Regions from separate parts of the Zea mays genome. Here region 2 is linked to region 1. The links are chromatin contacts, called in public Hi-C maps. All regions are on one chromosome and are shown on one strand. Each heading gives the region's core, a stretch centred on a gene start, on an enhancer-like site or on the middle of the called end of the contact. The rest is flanking DNA. Distances are from core to core; before and after follow the strand shown.

Region 1 (3,222 bases), core at 423-2,922:
ACACCAACATCTTCCACCACTTCACCGGCAACGGCCTGGTCTTCAGCGCTCTGCTCCTTCTGAGGACTATCCTCACGCACACTGTCTATGATCTCCTCAGCACTTGCAGGGGCAAGCTCCTCTATGCTTCCATCATTCATAACCTGGGTTTGTCATCATTTGAGTTGTTTACATCCCGACTAGAATCAAGGCTACTAGTGACAAGATCATATTGAGGATGCTCACTTACCACTGCAGTTGCCTCACTCGGTGGCTCAGGCCTGATGGCCTCATCTTCAACATCAGCATCCTTCTTGGTCGATTCTTCTAGGGCTTCTTCACCTCCCTGAGCCACCACATCATCACCATCAGCATCCTTGTTAGCCGATTCTTCTGAAGCTTCTCCACCTCCCAGAGAATCATCACCATCAGCATCCTTGTTTGTCGATTCTTCTAAGGTTTCTTCACCTCCCAGAGCCACCACATCATCACCAACAGCATCCTTGTTAGTGGCTTCTCCACCTCCCAGAGCAACCACATCATCACTCGCTTCTTTCCCATCACCCAATTCACCATTAGCTTCAGAAACATGGGCTACCTTATCCTGTGGTTCTGCCACCTCTGCCACCTCCTCGCCCAGAGGAGAGGGAGAGACCTCAACCTCCTCCTCATCACTCAACTCGCCACCAACTGCACTCCCAGAACCTACCTCCTCGCCCTTCTCAACTTCCGGTACCAGTTTCTCCTCTTCAGCCACAGGCGACTCGACATCCTCTGCTATCTTATCCACAACATTTACCTCTACTGCAGCACCTCTTTCCTCATCATGCTGCTCCTCCTCCTGCAATTCGCCCTTCTCATCACTTTCCGGCGCATCAGGGGAAGCCAGAGAAGGATCCCCCTCCCCCGATTCACCGTTCTCCGACTTGGACTCCACCTCTGACACTGGCGCTGACACAGAAGCGGCCGCCTCTCCATCCTCCGACGCCGGTTCTTCGCCGCCGCCATCCTTCACGGCCGTCGCGGCGCCCAACTTCCCAACTCTACGATCCTCTTCCGCCTCATTTACATCCCTGCCATCATGTCCCCCGACGACAACACCCTCCGCCTTTCCGTTCTCGGCCTCTGGACCCGCAACGCCCTCACTCTTCGCCTCCAATCTCACCTCCTCCTCCTCCTCCTCCCTCTCTCCCACATCCGCCACGACCTGCTTCGGCGCCTCCCTATCATCCACCTCCTCCTCCGCCGCCGCCGCCGCTGCCGACTCGAATTTCTCGGTTAGCTCCTCCTCGGCCGCCGCCGCCAGGGCCGGATTTTCGTCCTCCACGGACGCGGGAGCGACTGGGGCGGCGTCGGTGGTGGCCACGGCTGCCTCGACTTTCTTGGGCGGCTCCTCCTCGGCGGCCGCCGGGGCGGCGTTCCCTTCCTCCACGGGCGCGACTGGGGCGGCGTCGGTGGTGGTGGCCATGTCCGCCTCTTGCTCCGCCAGCACGCAACGAAGCAAGAAAACAGCGGCACCAGCAGTAGGATTCGAGGAAGCAGGGTGGGGGAAGGGGAGGCGACGAGAAGATAAGGTGAGGAGGGTTTTAGGTCAGTCTGGGAAGATAAAATTATCTCCGGGATATTTATGTGTGGGATTCTTCCCATTTCGGATTTTTAACAGAAGAACAGATTTGGTTTTTACTTGGTTTGGCGTGTAGTTTTGGGATGAGACGGCGCCACACAATGACACGACTGCGCAACAGTACAAATCATGGTGAGATGGCAACGCAGGCAAGCAAGCAAACTACGGAAGTTTGAACGGACAAAAGCTAATAGTTAGTTAGCTAGCAAAAAATATTTAGTTAATTATTAGATGCTAAAAGCATATCTAAGGTCCGGTTTGTTTCGTTGTAATTGAATTTTATTTTAATAATTATAATTTAGATAAAATTAATTAAGTTTATATATTTATATATGTAACTGTCGGGGACTATAATTAGGGGTACCCTTAAGACTCCTAATCTCAGCCGGTAACTCCCATCAGCACAAAGCTGCAAAGGCCTGATGGGTGCGATTAAGTTAAGGCTCGGTCCACTCAAGGGACACAACCTCGCCTCGCCCGAGCCCAGCCTCGGGCAAGGGCGGCCGACCCCGGAGGATTCACGTCTCGCCCGAGTGCCCCCTCAAGCAACGGACACATCTTCGGCTCGCCCGAGGCCCAGTCTTCGCCAAGAAGCAACCTTGGCCAAGTCGCCACGCCGACCGACCGTATCGCAGGAGCATTTAATGCAAAAGTGGTCTGACACCTTATCCTGACGCGCGCCCTTCAGTCGACAGAGCCGAAGTGACCGTAGTCACTTCGCCGCTCCACTGACCGGCCTGACAAGAGGACAGCGCCGCCTGCGCCGCTCCGACTGTTGTGCCACTCGACAGAGTGCGGCTGACAGCAGCCAAGTCCGGCCTCGAGCGCCATAGGAAGCTCCGCCTCGCCCGACCCAGGGCTCGGACTCGGGCTCAGCCCCGGAAGACGACGAACTCCGCATCGCCCGACCCCAGGGCTCGGACTCGGGCTCAGCCCCGGAAGATGACGAACTCCGCATCGCCCGACCCCAGGGCTCGGACTCGGGCTCAGCCCCGGAAGACGACGAACTCCGCCTCGCCCGACCCAGGGCTCGGACTCGGGCTCAGCCCCGGAAGACGACGAACTCCGCATCGCCCGACCCCAGGGCTCGGACTCGGGTCCGAGCTCAGCCCCGGAAGACGACGAACTCCGCTTCGCCCGACCCCAGGGCTCGGACTCGGGCTCAGCCCCGGAAGACGACGAACTCCGCATCGCCCGACCCTAGGGCTCGGACTCAGGCTCAGCCCCGGAAGACGACAAACTCCGCTTCGCCCGACCCCAGGGCTCGAACTCAGCCCTGGCCTCAGCCGACGGTCTCCGCCTCGCCCGACCCAGGGGCTCGGACTCGACCTCGGCCTTGGAAGACAGACTCGACCTCGACCACGGAGGAGCCTCCACCTCGCCCAACCCAGGGCTCGGACCGACCACGTCACAGGAGGCGCCATCATTACCCTACCCCAAGCTAACTCAAGCTACGGGGAACAAGACCGGCGTCCCATCTGGCTCGCCTCGGTAAACAAGTAATGATGGCGCCCCGCATGCTCTATGACGACGGCGGCTCTCAGCCCCCTTACGGAAGCAAGGGGACGTCAGCAAGGACTCGACAGCCCCGACAGCTGTCCTTCCGCCAGGCTCCAGCG
Region 2 (3,222 bases), core at 272-2,771, 270 kb before region 1:
CATACTATGTGTACATCATTTACCTGATAATATTCTTTTTGTTACTTTAGAGAGAGTGTGTATGATGAGGAAGGTAACTTATTGGACGAGAAGTCATTAGATGCTGATGAAGTGGATAGAAGAAAAAAGGTAGCAACTGTGCGCAACAAGGTAGAAGACATGATTCAACAAGCAAAGAGTTCAAAAGAAGGCATGATTTTTTTGGTGTCAAGCATGATGAACATAAAAAAACTTGACCTGCGGGGGGTAAGACAGCCCCCGGGTATTGTATTAAGAAGAAGACCTTCTCACACAGGTCAAGAAAACCCCCGAACCCCTGCCCCACCCATACACAGCGGCATCGAAGCCCATGTGAGAACGACCACGACCGGGGCTGAGCCTTAGACCTGTGCTTTGGCGTGGGACAGACGAGGGGATTTTTTTAACCACAGCCTGAAATTCGCTCCCACGGGGAGTCGAACCCAGGACCTGAGGAGTGCTACTCAGACCACCTAACCAACTCAGCTAGAGGCCCTTTCGCAAGCATGATGAACATAGAAGCTTCTCTTTCTCAGATTGTACCTACTATGGTGCAGACTAGCCAACAAGAGTATGAAGGTTTCATCGGTTGCGAAATTCCGAAAGAAGTATATATACATCCACCAAATGATGTCCGCTCGAAGGGAAGGAGTAAAAGAATCAAGAAATCTAAAGAACTATCTAAGCCACGCAAAAGAAAAAGTACCTAGTCTGGGTGTATTTGTGTGCGTTATTATAGTGGCTTGAAAACTGTGGTACAATCTATTTGTATTTGCATGCGTCAATCATACTATGTGTATTTGCATGCGTCAATCACGGGGCCAATCGCGGGGCCAGTTGGATTAGGGAAAAGGACAGAATAATTAAGAAAAGAACCTGAGGTGGGAGGGCTTAAGTGAATAAAAGGCATTAATCGTTGGATTAAATAGGAACAGTCAGGATTTAAAGTGCTCACATGAGCACCGACATAGCGTGAGCACGAGATACGTTCCCAAAAATCAAAGCTCGTCACTCTCAAGATATTGATCACGGGAATTTGGATACTTAATTTAACGAGATGCTGTCTCTAGTTTTAATGTTCTATCAGATAATCAATTTGCACGGCGGAGGAACCAAAAGCAAGATTCTATTGGAGTCAGAAAGCGGGTGACCAATTCAACCCAACCTGAGGCGCCTTGTCGATGAGCTCCTGGACGTAGTTCTCGCCGAAGCAGCGGTGGCCCGCGTCGTAGACGCCCCGGATGACAGGCACCGGCTTGGTCTTGCTCACCGCCACCACGCGCACGGACCCCGGCGCGCGCCCCGCCCGCGCCGCCGCCTGCTGCGCGCGCGACAGCACCGACCGGAGCGCCGCCGCCGCGACCTCCGCCGCGGCCACGGACGCCATCTCTGCCTTCGCCGACGACGCCACCGCCGACGTGAGGGGTTGGTGGTGGCCTGATGTGAGCAGCCTCAGAGCTCTGATTCTCTGACGGGCCTAGTTCGACCCTTCGAAGATTGGAGTGGGATGGTTTTTCTCCTATTTTTGGGTTTTTTTTGGCTTCCTTTTTGTGTAGAAATGCTCATGGTTGGCAAAGGGTTTCCACACGTCTCTCCGCATTTAATAAACCAGTTTTATTGAGAGGGGTATCATCATATTTACTGTGTTTATGTTTAGTTGAATAGTCTAATATAATAGAGTGGTTTATGGATTATTTTATACTGTGTTTGGCAAAAACAACGGAGTCGTTTTATTTTTATTTGGTTGAATAGTAAATTAGAGTGAAGCCACTTTATTTTTTATTTGGTTGGAGAGCCGTATGACTGTAGATGAGAGGAGAGGGGGAGAACGCTCGCATCCGGTCATTTTTGTGGAGCGAGAGTGTTCTAACTATTTATGATAAATTTCCATATGAAATTCAGGAGCCACTTCGCTCTTATTTTGTTAGAAATCAAACATCCAAAAAATTGGAATGGATCCACTCTATTCTCCCTCACTCCTCAACCAAACACACCCTTAAATTTTTTTGAAACAAACCGGCTAGAGATTTGTCTGTTATATTAAAGAGAGGAAAAGCCTAGAAAGCCGAGGTTTAAAATACAGATACACCCCATGAAAACAGGACCAAGCCCAAGCACAAACACATAAAACAAAACAAAACGAAAAAGAGACTAGGAGAAAACCCAAGCACAAGCACACAAAACTAAAGAGATGTTAGGAGATTAGCAGCTGTTTGACTCCTACACATAAGAATTTCAAGTTTCGTCTATTCATCCTCCCCTAATCAAATTTCAAATAGTGAGTTTATAAGTGTGGTGCTTAGTCCTTAGCTTATCTGTGTTTACATCTAGACTCCTAGATAGTTTAAGTGGTAGTGGTAATATCCCTATCCATCCTTTGTATTTGACCACGTTAGCTCTATTTCTTAAAGAGGGGGATCCATCATAGTACTTCTCTACAATCCTAAACCCAATCCTTATACACCTCGGTGGCTCCATCACCGTCATATTGGAAAAAAAATTCTACTTAACTCGCTAAATTATTGATGGTTCTCTATTTCACCCACATCTATAAAATCAGGTATTCTACCCCTTGAATTATTGAAAACCGTCTAAATAAACTCTTTTGATATGGTTTTGCGACGTTTTTAAATGTCTATAGAATCCCTATCATAAGAGCTAATTATATAATTTAATTAATTATAAAATATAATATTATAACCCTTAAAAGATCTAATAATTGAATGATATTAATGAGTTCGACTGCATGGGGCCGTCGCTCTTCCACACCACAACCACAAGTCATCGCTTTAACATCCCCTTAGGCCTTGTTCGTTTGTGCCGGATTGGTGGGTCGGATCGATTCCTAACCGGATTGCTTCTCTAATTTATATAAACTTTGATTAGCTAGAACGATTTCGGGTGCAATTCGACAGAAACGAACAAGGCCTTAGGCTAGTTTAGAAGAAGGGGAGATAAACTCCAGAAGAGATTTTCTCCCACAAATAACTAAGGTCTTATTTAGGAGAAGAGGACTGAGGGGGCTTGGTAGTGTTTGGTTGGGGAGCGAAGTAGAACGGAACCGTTCCATCCCAGTTTTGGTGTTGTTTGGTTAGAAAGAAACTAGAACGGAGTGGCTCCAAAAGAAGAATATTCCCTCCAGATCCGGAACCATCCCGCTCCAAAAAATTGAGGGGAGGGAGCGGCTCCGTTCTCAGCCTGCTC

Evidence for each region. Hi-C and Micro-C count contacts between places; a contact is called where the count stands out from the background.
Region 2: a contact with region 1 is called in a Hi-C map of endosperm, with 2.4 times the contacts expected there. The contact joins the promoter of LOC100191932 here to the promoter of LOC103635889 in region 1. A contact is called at or near these places in 7 of 25 Hi-C or Micro-C datasets (bundle sheath, ear, endosperm and 3 more).

Annotation. Positions count from the first base shown.
Region 1 is chr8:130,232,125-130,235,346 of Zm-B73-REFERENCE-NAM-5.0, reverse strand. LOC103635889 (translocase of chloroplast 159, chloroplastic) reads right to left here and starts at 1,672. Exons shown (of 2, transcript XM_008658269.3): 1 at 230-1,672; 2 at 1-143. The coding sequence starts at 1,447.
Region 2 is chr8:130,498,013-130,501,234 of Zm-B73-REFERENCE-NAM-5.0, reverse strand. It overlaps LOC100191932, which reads right to left and starts at 1,521. Exons shown (of 7, transcript NM_001137356.1): 1 at 1,184-1,521. The coding sequence starts at 1,405.